Linked DNA regions of Zea mays: region 2 is linked to region 1. A link is a contact called in public Hi-C data. All regions are on one chromosome and are shown on one strand. The core of a region is the stretch at or near the end of the contact, and the rest is flanking DNA. Distances in the headings are between cores, read along the strand shown.

Evidence for each region. A called contact is a pair of places that touch in the nucleus more often than the background predicts.
Region 2: a contact with region 1 is called in a Hi-C map of ear, with 1.7 times the contacts expected there. The contact joins the promoter of LOC542220 here to the promoter of LOC100193357 in region 1. A contact is called at or near these places in 2 of 25 Hi-C or Micro-C datasets (ear and tassel).

Annotation. Positions count from the first base shown.
Region 1 is chr1:293,482,394-293,488,403 of Zm-B73-REFERENCE-NAM-5.0, reverse strand. It overlaps LOC100193357, which reads right to left and starts at 3,721. Exons shown (of 11, transcript NM_001138489.1): 1 at 3,470-3,721; 2 at 3,268-3,378; 3 at 3,128-3,160; 4 at 196-364. The coding sequence starts at 3,553.
Region 2 is chr1:294,104,032-294,110,041 of Zm-B73-REFERENCE-NAM-5.0, reverse strand. It overlaps LOC542220 (glutamic dehydrogenase 1), which reads left to right and starts at 2,384. Exons shown (of 10, transcript NM_001254781.1): 1 at 2,384-2,624; 2 at 5,264-5,416; 3 at 5,661-5,774. The coding sequence starts at 5,309.

The sequences.
Region 1 (6,010 bases), core at 2,472-4,971:
ATAAAGCTCTCAGCACTTTACATCAATTATCAGCATTAATACTATTTGTGTGCATCTATGATACCACACTTGAATGAACTGTGCACACACATGTAATTATTTGTTTTTGTGCCGATGCAACAGATGGGGCATTCAACTACTAGTAGCCAACAAAGAACTGTAGGAACACAAACAAGATACTGATAAAGCACCAACCTTTAAATGCTCTCTTGCCTTTGGCATCAATTGGCCTGTTCTTCGCCATCTCTTTGATGACCTCCTGAACAACATACCTGTCCTGAAAGCCAGCATCACTGGGGGTCATCTCCACATGGTGAGCACTTGACAACATCGCCAATTCTATCTCAAATGTCCTTGTTCCAGTCTGGAGAAAAAACTAGCAAGTCAAGGCTCCAGACAAATATATAGCAAACCCAAAATTCAATAGGTCAGAAGATATTGAAACAGGAAGTATGGACATAATAAACAAACAACCACCACATACTGCAAGAGCAACATCTAAATTATTGTATTTCTCTATCGTTGGTGTTGTGACAGTCAAGATCACATAAAAGGGGATTTCTTATCTAGTACTTCCTACCTGACACTAGTACCTTCTGCTAGAGTACCCGTTTAGGGTTTTGGGGTTTACCTTGTGTAATAGGCCTGACTTGTCTATTAATACAATACCCAACCCTGAGTTAGGGTTTCCCACATGGTATACAACTAGGTTAGTTTTCCACTTTTCTCTCTCCTCCCTCCCCACCCCAGCCGCCGACAGCTTTAGCCAAGTCACCAGCCGCCCCTCCAAGGCGGCGTGCTCCAGAGCCCCGCCTCCATGGACGCCGACCCTCTCCTCTGTGGATGCAGCCACCGACGCGGGCCAGGGCAGCCGCCCTATCCCCCCCCCCCCCCCCCCCGCGCGGACGCGACCTTGTGTCAAGTGCCTCGGCAACCAACAACGCAGGACCACGTCTATGTAACTCGTAGCCGCGCTCCAGTCCTCACCGCGAGGTTTTATCCCTCTGTTGGTGGCTTAACGAGAGTAGGAGAGAAGATTAGATGGGAAATTCTTCCTTGATTCGATAGTGCCAGTTACAAGAATAAATAGCCCCCAGGCTTCAACTGCCACTCCTTTTCTTAAGGAGATAAGTGTCGGTTGGTTACAAGGATAAGTAGCCAAAGACCTTAACTGCCACTCCTATTCTTAAGGAAATAGATAAAGCTAATATAATCTTTTCTTTCCTAATTTTATCCACTCTCGATGGCTTCTTGCGCCCGCCCAACGCGCTCAGCAGCGCGGCAGACATCTCATGCTCGCCGGCGCCTGGTATAGTGGTGCCCCCACATGACATCTATCCCCTCCTCAAGGTCTAGCTCATCCTCGAGCTGAAAGTCCGGAAATTGCTCGCAGAAAGCGTCAAGGTCTTCCCAGGTGGCTGATTCCGGTGGTTCGCCGCGCCAGTGGACGAGTAGCTGGCGAACGTCGCGTGCCAAGCGAGCGCGCTCGACACGAACTGGTGTTGGAGCCACCGCGCCACGGTGAATATGCGGTAGGGCCGGTGGAGCTATTGGAGGCACACCAATGAACTTCTTGAGGGTGCCCACATGGAACACGTCATGGATGCTAGCCTGCGGGGGTAGCTCCAGGCGCACAGCCACATCGTTGATGAGTTCTAGGGCGAGAGGCGGGCATTGTGTTGGCACGGGCGATATGGTGGGGCGAGAGCGACATGTGTTTGGTCCATCTAGCTGACGTAAGTGCCATGCATACTAGACGTTTGTGAACGTTTGGAGTCCAAAAAAATTGATTTTTTTTTTGCAAAAAAACACAAATTTCATCTGCAATCCATCTATAAATGCTCTACCCTGTTGGAAGTCATTGTACACCATCTCATCTCATTTCTCTCCTCCAAATTCCTCGTTTCTACTCATCTTCACGTCATGTCTTCCTCAAGCACAAACTCAAGTGAAGGAGCCGGAAGTGCAACGTGCAATGCATTGGAAGCAGCCATAGAGGAGGCTATGCTCAAGCTCAATGAAGAGTCGTCGAGACAGCCCAAGCGCCATCGACGCTACATCAAACGTGATAGTGACTCTACCCATGATCGGCTTCATCAGGACTACTTCGCCGATGACTGTGTGTATCCTCTGAATTACTTTCGACGCAGGTATCGCATGAGGCAACAACTTTTTTTGAGTATTATGCATGAATTAGGTGAATACTCTCCACATTTTTCACCCAAAGAGAAGATGCTCTGGGTCGGCTCAGTCTTTGGCATGCTTTTTTTAGAGTGGCCGGGTCCAACAATGTCCTTCGAGGTCAAGCACCCGTAGTGAACTTCATGGTTAATGGATACAGATACAATAGGGGATACTATCTTGATATCTTGACAACGATATCTACCCTTCCTAGTCGGTGATTTGTAAGCGTTGAAACAAATCTGCATGATTACTTAATTCTGAAATAGAAAAGTTGATGTGGTTGTGGGTTGTGTTGGAACCGGACCACCAACACATTGCGCGCCCGCCGGGTCGCCTACACACACATAGTGCACCCGCACACACACCCAAGCCGTCGGGCCCCAACACATGTGCCCAAACGCACAATATCGGGTTTTAGGTCCGTTGGGCCAACACTTCCCCCAAAAAGCTAGCTCATTAGGGGTTGCACCCTCAACCATATATAACGTGTTTGCCCATCCACAACTCTCAATGTGGGACTATTCTCAACAATCTCCCACTCACACATTGTGAGCCAATATTTGTCTGAGAATGCACTAGGTCCAACACATTTTAGGTTTGTTGGCCAACGCCCCCCACCCCCCCCCCCCCCCACCTCCCCCAAAAAAAAGTAGCACATTAGTGAGTTGCACCATCGACCATATAAAACATGTTTGCTCACTCACAACTCACAATGTGAGACTATTCTCAACGGAATGAGGCTATAGACTGCTGCAGCCTGTGCACCGAAGCGACAGGGGTAAGAGTGGAATCGAGAACTGACATGGCAGGGACGAGAGAGTGATGGTGTGCTGGCACCAACCCTAATGCACACGGTATTTCTTTAAGTATTCAACACACCATCTGAAATTTGCTAGTGTCACTAATTAGAAAGAGGATGGGGCTATCAAATAATTGGACTTACATCGATTTTCCATGTCTTGTTCTCCAGCTTAACCTGAGACACAAAAAAATTTAAAAAAAAATAACAGGAAAAGGGAAGTGTTAACATCAAAGCACGGCCTCAACATGGAAAAAGCCGGACAATCATTAAAAAATATGCACCTTCTCCGCGCCAGCGCCGAACATCTGCTTGATGAGCGCGAGGATTAGGGTTTTCTTCCCGGACCCCGACGGCCCATAGAACAACAGGTGCGGGCAATCCTGCTCCGACACCTGACCAAACAAAACCACTTGTGATTATAGCGGCACATTAAAATAGGGGAAACCCTAGATTATCGAATACGCGCAGATTGCGGGCACTTACAAACTTCCTGAGGTTCTGAGCAACCTGGTCGTGCACGGTGACCTTGTCTAGGGTTTTCGGCCGGTACTTATCTACCCACAACATCCTCGCCGCTAGCTCGTCTTCCCCGCCTCGACTCGCCGCTAGAGAAGATAGAGCAATGGGATTTGAGGACAGGATCGGGACTTCGGGAGGGGAATGGAGAGGTGTGTGGCGGGAACTTGGGACTGATAGGTGCGTACTCCGCCGCTCCGAGACGGGAGACGAGGGTTTTTCCGGCTTCCGGCTATCTTTTCTGACAGGTGTGGTCCATATGTCAGTAACTCTGATGCCGGGCATGTACCAGCGAAGTGAGGTGGGCCGTGGGCCTGGTTTCGTCCGATGCTCGAGGAGAACTCCGCAAAGAAAGCCCAGTCTTGACCTGTTTGTTATTAGCATTTGGACATGCACTGATTTGTAATGTTATTTCCATATAACAACACGATAAGGGCAGCTCCAAGTAAATATCAGCAAAATAATAAGAGCCTGTTTGGGATTATAATCTATCGAACTGGGTAGATTATAATTCCAAAACAAATAGGCTCTAAATATATTGTTAACAAGAAAGTAACTCTTTTACTCGTGAGCTAGCGAGTACTGGCTGCAATGGTAGCGCACGGAGCGCTCACTCGTGTCGTTTCTCTCGGCCACTGGGAGAATGAATATATAGGTTCACCTTACGTCTTTCTTTGAAACGCTGGAAGTTTTCTTGTTTTCTATGTTTTAAAAATAATTTTTTTGTGAAATTCATGTGAAATTCCTGAGTTTCAAATAGGCCTCAGTTGTCCGGCAACAACTCTCATCTAACGTTCTCAACACCTAATGCTATGTTTGTTTACCCTTTAGATTATATAGTCCATCTTAAATAAATTTAGAGACAGACAAATAGTATAGATTATTAGAGTGGATTACACTTTAGATTATATATTATATAGTCCATCTTAAATAAATTCAGACAAAGACAAATAGTATAAATTATTATAGTGGATTATATAATCTAGCTACATAGATTATGATAATCCATAAACATATCATCATATGCTTATTTTAGATTATTGTTTAGTTTTTTACCCGCTAATAATTTATGTAAAGAAACATCTTTAATATGATTATATGAACTGGATTATATAATCTATAAAAAATTAGCTGAATTATATAGTTATGCAAGGAAACAAACAAGCATTAAGGTTCTCGATGATTTAGTACACCATGTGTCGATTATATGGGCACCATTTTAGTTGCCAATAATAGTTCACCTGAAATTGTTTAACATTGATTTTAGTCGGGGTGTGAAGATTTGCTAGCTGATAAAGTCTTGATTAACTCCTGTCTGTCTACCCTCTAGATTATATAATTCAGTTTAAATAAGTTAAGAGACAAACAAACAACACATATTATTGAAGTGGATTATATAGTCTAGGTATATAGATCATGATAGTCCATAAGTTGGTCATTAGATGCCTATTTTATATTACTATTTGGCTTTTTACCACTAATTTTTTATGAAAACAAACATCTATAATAAAAATTAGGTAAACTGAATTATATGATATGGATTGTACAATCTGTACAAAATAAGTTAGATTATATAATCCTCCAAGGAAACAAACATGCTCTAAGTATTCCATTGGAAACAATGACAAACATGAAGAAATTAAATGTTGCTAGTTAAAACATAAGCAATAAATAAATTATCTCATGTGATAACCACATTTTGACTAAATGTTGTTATCCCTACCATAAAAAGTGATGCAACTAGTTTTTAAATATATTCACTAGCCTAGCAACTAAAGAAAAAAAACAATACAAAACGTAATTTTGAAAGTTTAAGTGAAATAGATATACAAGCTCCTATCGATGACTTCGATATTTTTATAATTTTATCGAGGTATCGTGAACACACAAGCTTTCGTCTAATCCTTGTTGAAGCCTCACGTAAGGGAAGCCCACTTAAGGGTGAAGCTCTCGATCGAGTAAAACTTGTATAGCCTAGCTTGTTACTTTCCCACACATAAGTGGATTTTTAGTGTGACCTCTTTCGAATGTTGTCGCATGAACAAATAAGGGGAAATGATGATTCGTGATAAGGGTAGTATTTTTGTAACAGCTGGATACCATGATTTATAAGGAATCCACATGTAAAAACAGAGATAGTTCTCCTTTATCGTAGAGAGGGTTGTTTTAAACCGATCTTCGTTCTTATATATAGTTGACGACGATATAAGTTTCTTGTAATCTATGAATCAATCGTACCTCTTTAGACTATAAATGAGGGGGTATAGTGCCCACCTAGGGCAAATCATTATATCATAACCAGTAGCCACCAACATACAAACGTTGGATATTACCTCATGTCGCGAGCCCAAAGCTGTCTAAATTCATGTGTCATTTATTTGCTTACTTTCAGTTCTCGATCTCGAGATCCATCCTGTACAAATCCATGTCACTGATATACTGGTAGATAGAAAGACCATTATCTACCAAATGAGACACGGCCATCTTTATTGGCTCTATAATTTATGA
Region 2 (6,010 bases), core at 1,135-3,634, 620 kb before region 1:
TGTTGGATCATGATCCAGCCTTTTCTTTTTATGCTTCTCTGGATGTACCATTGAACACAAAGATAAATAAACATAAGAGCACTAATATTATCGAATATTTTATATGCCGTTGCAACGCACGGGCACATAACTAGCACTGATCATACAATTGCGATACAGATTTTGGAGATATGTGACAAACGCCATGCCCTGTGCATTAGAGAAGATACAGAATCGCCATGCCCTGTACAAGACAGTGAGCCAAATTCTTGTTCATTTTGCACTATGATACATATTGATTCATTAGGCCCTAGGTTGGAGGTTGTGACTGATGAGTTGGGAAGGGATTACTTGATTGGTGGTGTACAATTCTTGGACTGGATACATGTTCCAGTTTTTGGTCCATTAGTTCAGGAATTGTTTCATTTACATGTATATTCAGTACACTCGTATAATGGAAACAGGCAAATCTCTATCTCATTCTTTGGTTATTGTGTTATTATACGGTTCCGTTGCAACGCACGGGCACTCACCTAGTAAAGAATTAAGAATGTACTAGGTAGAGTAATCTCTACCTAATCACGAGAGAGAATCTCGTACTCCTCCCGTCTTTCAAATTGTATGTCTGTTCAAACTTTTCTGTTTTGTTTTGGTTTTGTTTTGGAGGTTTAAGACGTGTATCAGGTCTGATAAAAAAAACATACAGAGTATTGTAGGTATCTGTAACATCAAACAGATATTTACGATAAAAGTACAGCTAATAATTAATCTAACGATATTTTCCCAATAACATAAATATTATATTCTTTTATTATAGTATAAAAATTGATCAGATCGACTACCTTATACTCCCTCCGTTTGTTTTTAGTTGTCGCTGAATAGTTCAATTTTGCACTATCTAGCGACAACTAAAACGAAACGGAGAAATTATCGGTTAAGAAAGCTAGAACGAACTTACTTTTTTTAAAAATGGGAATGACATGGGAAGGAGAGAGGAGCACGTAAATTCTAAAGCGGCCAACTTGCATGCAGATCGCATCATATTCATGACGTGGTTCCCCGTTTGTGTGTGTGTTTGAGCTTTGTTTTGGCAACCGCGGATGATGCAGGATTAGAGATGGCAATGGGCCCCGATCCACGATTCCCCGCGGGGAATTCCTCCATTAGGGGATGAGGATGAGGAAGGTTCTCCCCCCATAGGAATGTAAACGAGGAAAAATCCTCCCCCGATGGGTAAACGGGGACGGGATAAGGAAACATTCTCCATCCCCGTTCCCCGCGGGGACCCGTTAAACTTATATATGATGATGTTTTCATGTAATATATAATAATAAACATAAATAATTATATTGTTAAGAGATAACTCATTGTATAAATTTGTTATTTTGATGTACACATAATGAGTTCTAACATCTGACAATGTATATAAGTGATAATGTTTTGTATTAATAACAAAGAAAGTGTGTCATAATTATAATTTAAGCGGAGACGGGGATCCCCGATGGGGATTTATCCCCGTGGGGAACGGGGATGGGGAAGAAAAGCCCCCGCAAGAGTTCGTGGGAATTCCCGCGGGAGAATTTTTTTTGTCGCGGAGACGGGGTACGGGGAGCCAAAACCCGACGGGGATTTCCCCGTTGCCATTCCTATGCAGGATATATGTTCCCATCGTGACCGTGCACGCATTTTGGCTGGGATTTTGGAACGCTGTACGATTCTTCCATGGGGATAACGACGACGGTGTACGTCCCACGTTGATCACACTTATCAGGACTTAGGAGACATTCCAATCATCAATTCCAGGAACACGACTGAACTTGTAAATAAAACCCCGCAGCGCTTTTATATCGCTTTTATATAGAGTAGATGTTTTACCCATTAATATACCGCAGGTATACCCAGTATAGAAAACTTCTCGTATCCATCTTTATATCGGATAAAATCTATTGATTATTCGAGTTTCGGGTAACTATTGGCATCTCTCCGTATACAGTGCTAAATAATAAGGGTTGGAATGCCGCGTCATGCCGTCATCACGACGAGGCTGGACCTGCTGGACGTACTCCTCTCCACTCCATGGCAGTGGCATGCCCTTTTCCGTCAGAAAAAGCCGGAGAAACGGGTGAAACCCAACCGTCAGATCATCGACGACGACGGCGAAGGTGCCAAAGCTCCCCCGCTCTTTCTTGCCGTCATTCATCAGATCAGAGAAAAAGAAAACACGGGATGGAAATGGAATGAGATACACGCACGCACCGAACCCAACCCAACCCAACCCCAAAGCAGTTGGAATTGGAATCCCAGGCGGATCCAATTCTGCCAATTGCAAGCACCGTCGGCCCTGGCGTCATCGCCCAATTACCTCTCCCTCTCCTCCCCACGCCGGCCGGAGAAACCCCCCACCCAGCACCAGTTCCCAACTCCTCCCCCCACACACTCTATCCTCCTCGCCGCCTGGGGCACAGTCACAGAGTATTTCCCCCCCATTCTCCATGCATCGCACGAGTGTCTCCTATAAAACCCCGCGCAACCCCCCCGCTCCGACGGCACGCACGGACGACGCACCGCACACTACCCGGCGGTGGAACTCCTCGCCCGCGTCGCTGCTCCGGTCTCCGCGCTGCTAGCCGCCGACTGTAATAACTGTAAGGCTCTCCGCCTGCGCCCGTTCTCCGCGCTCGTTCTCGCCGCCGTCGTCCGTGTTTTGCCTGATTCAGCAGTTCGGCGAAACCGGTGCGAAGATTGATGATCTGACGACGAGAGCCTCAAAGTTTCTTCTTGCGGTCTTAGTTTATTTATTGCTACAGTTGCAGCGATCGACAACGCCCCCCCTACCTTGTTGGCTGGCGCAACTAGTTAGGTCAACCGAAACTTGCTGCTGGGGTTGCCTCCGGTTCTAAATTTTTTTTAGCACGGGAGTTTATTCTTCTTTACATGATTGGTACACCATGCGATCAACGTGCGTCGCTCCGTTCTCTTCAAAAATTGAATCTGTTGCTAATTCTAGAGAACAGTGCTTGGCTTGGCTGACCTCACCTGTTTGGTTTGTGGCAGAATCTCAAATTATTATGGGTCGCCTTCTCTCTCTCTCTCTCTCTCTCTCTCTCTCTCCCCCTTCGTCCAGCAAATACACACACATACACACGTATCATGTTCCATTGGCTTCACATGTCACCAGTCGTATGCTATATCACTTCGAATGAAATCGTGTAAATCATCAACTTGTCTTATTCTTCAGACGCCTGCACCCTGCAGGATCATGCTTTGCGTCTGAACACTTTAATTCATCATGTATAGACAGTGCCCTCCTAGCTTTCAGTGGGAATTAGAAGATTCGGCAGATTATCTCTGAAAATTCACCTTACGAGAGCTTCGGATTAAAACCGGCTGTTTAGACTGCTGCAGTTACAATCCATAGAGACAAAAATACTGTATAAACAATACAAGCCGGTACGGATTAAAGCCAAACAAACAGACAAAACTAAAATGGTATTGTAATACACGGCCCCGCTAGCATCTCCAAATCCTAGGTTTGATTTCTCTCGTGGACGAATTTTCTGACTGTATTAAATAAATTCCCTTGTTGTGTCTCATCCGCTCTCGGTTTACGATGTTTTATACACCACCTTCTGATTGGGCCATTGCAGAGTAGATGGTTGGCACGACTCGTTAATAATAAAGGGCCAGAGTTCGATAATTTTCTCGGCCAGAACTATTGTTTTTGTCTCTTCTTAATATAATAATACCGAGAGGGCAGTCATTTCATCCCTAGCCGATTTTTTTATAATACACACACCCTAAAGTTAGAGGCTTGAATTTTGGCTGCCAGGCCACTCCATTTCGTCTTTACTCTTGAGAGCAAGGGTCTAGGACAGAGCATATCTTCTTTTCTTGATTTGTTCTTTCGGAATACGCTCTCGTCTATCGGGTTGGGAGAGCATATCTTCTTTTCTTGATTTGTTCTTACGATCTTATCCTAACTATGGGGGGCAAGCTCACATACACTACTCTAACAGGTATATTTTATCTTTTATGCAAATATATAGGTCTGTTTATTTGAAAAAAAAATGAGCCTGCCCTGCTTAACTCAGGGCATGTGATCTTTCCAGCACATCATTTGGCCTATAATGGCATATATGCTACACATGCTGCACAGCACAGACATGTCAAGTGCAATGCATTGTCTGAATTCTGAACATAATCCTTGATTTTGGGGGGCAAAGGCAACCTTCCACCAATCCATGACAAACTTGTGATTTATTTAGTATATTGTACTAACAAATGCAACACGTAAGGCCTAAATAAGTCCATGGCTTGTCATTGCTGAGTCAGCCATGTGCCTTTTCAAGACTGCATATCCTCGGTGGCATTTCTGAATCTCCACAGATAATGTTACCAGTATCATTTATAGTCAAACTTTTTTCGCTATACTATGGCAACCGTAGTAACTTTTGTTTTGTGGCTGTTTCAGTGTTTCTCTTTGCTCTGCCTGTACAGTTGCTTTAGGTCTCTTGTACCTAACCCCTCTCCTTTGTAAACAGAAATTGACACATCTGAGTTCAATTTAAAAAAAAGGCAACCTCAGTTATTTTCTTTACTACTTAAAAGAAAATCTCCTTATGTGATCTCTTCGCGGGCTGAAAATCAGCAATTGAATACTCAGCATGTGACACTGGCTGTACAATCAGTACAGACCTATGTCACCAGGCCTAGTACAATTTGTAGATCTAATCGGTTGGGCATATTTCTATTGCTGGAGTGGAGAGAGACTTTCTTGAACACCCATTTTTACTTGTTTTACGGCTGAAATGCTGGGTGCTTTTATACGAAAAGAAGCAGTGAGGGCCTGACCTCTTTCGGACTATCTGAATCATGAATTCATGACCAGATCCCTGAATTCACATAGCTTGACAGCAGATTATTCTAGCAGAAAAGAACGAGAACAGTGACTTTAGTTCCCAATCACCCGTATACTGTATATATAAAATAAATAAAGTTGTGCTATAGTTAAGTAACCGCGATTTGTCACTATTATCATCCAGCAGCCTGCCTGTAGTTTCTTGACCAAACCAAACCTCACCAAGCGGCTATATATAGTAGACCTGCTAACCTTGAACTCCTCCAGAGCTTGGGCAGACTCTCCTCAGTAACTATAGTTTTTTTTGTTCCTTGGGAGGATAGAAAAAATATATCCTTGGTTTTCTTGAACAGGTTTGATTTGTTTATGCTTCTAGCTCTTGTATTTAGGCTTTTTGGGTTCTTGCTCATTCCGTTGAGCTTCCAGATAACATTTCAGGTGTGCTTCTGAAGGGAGATTTCGTTGAACAGGATGAATGCATTGGCAGCAACCAGCAGGAACTTCAAGCAGGCAGCTAAGCTGCTGGGCCTCGACTCCAAGCTGGAGAAGAGCTTGCTCATTCCATTCAGGGAGATCAAGGTGATAAATCCACTACAGTTCTTTTAGATCTGGTAAACTGTTTCCCGCTGTTTCACTTGCTCAGGGGGGTTCCTGTCTTCCTGATGATGATGACCCCCCCCCCCCCCCCCCCCCCCCCACACACACACACACACAAAGACATTTACTTAACCAGGATCAGTATTTTATAAGGTTCATCTGGGCTTTCCCCCCTATCCGAAACAGTATGTTCAACTTTTGAGTAACAAGCAGTTTGTGGTTGCAGGTTGAATGCACAATCCCAAAAGATGATGGAACTTTGGCATCCTATGTTGGATTTAGGGTTCAACATGATAATGCTAGGGGACCTATGAAGGGTGGAATCAGATACCACCATGAGGTAAGCAAATATGTTGCTCCATTCTTTTGTTATCTGTAACGCTAGTCAGCATTTGATTCTTTCCACACCTTTGCCGACATGAAAATGGTCCTTAAGCATAAAGGCTTCAAACAATCCTTGAGTATAAATTCTAGTTTTTCAGGAAGCTGCCATAGCCCATAGGCAGCGTATCTCAGTGGATTATGTTAGTTTTGAGATATCTCCCTGAAGAAATGAAATACAAAAGCATATAAAAT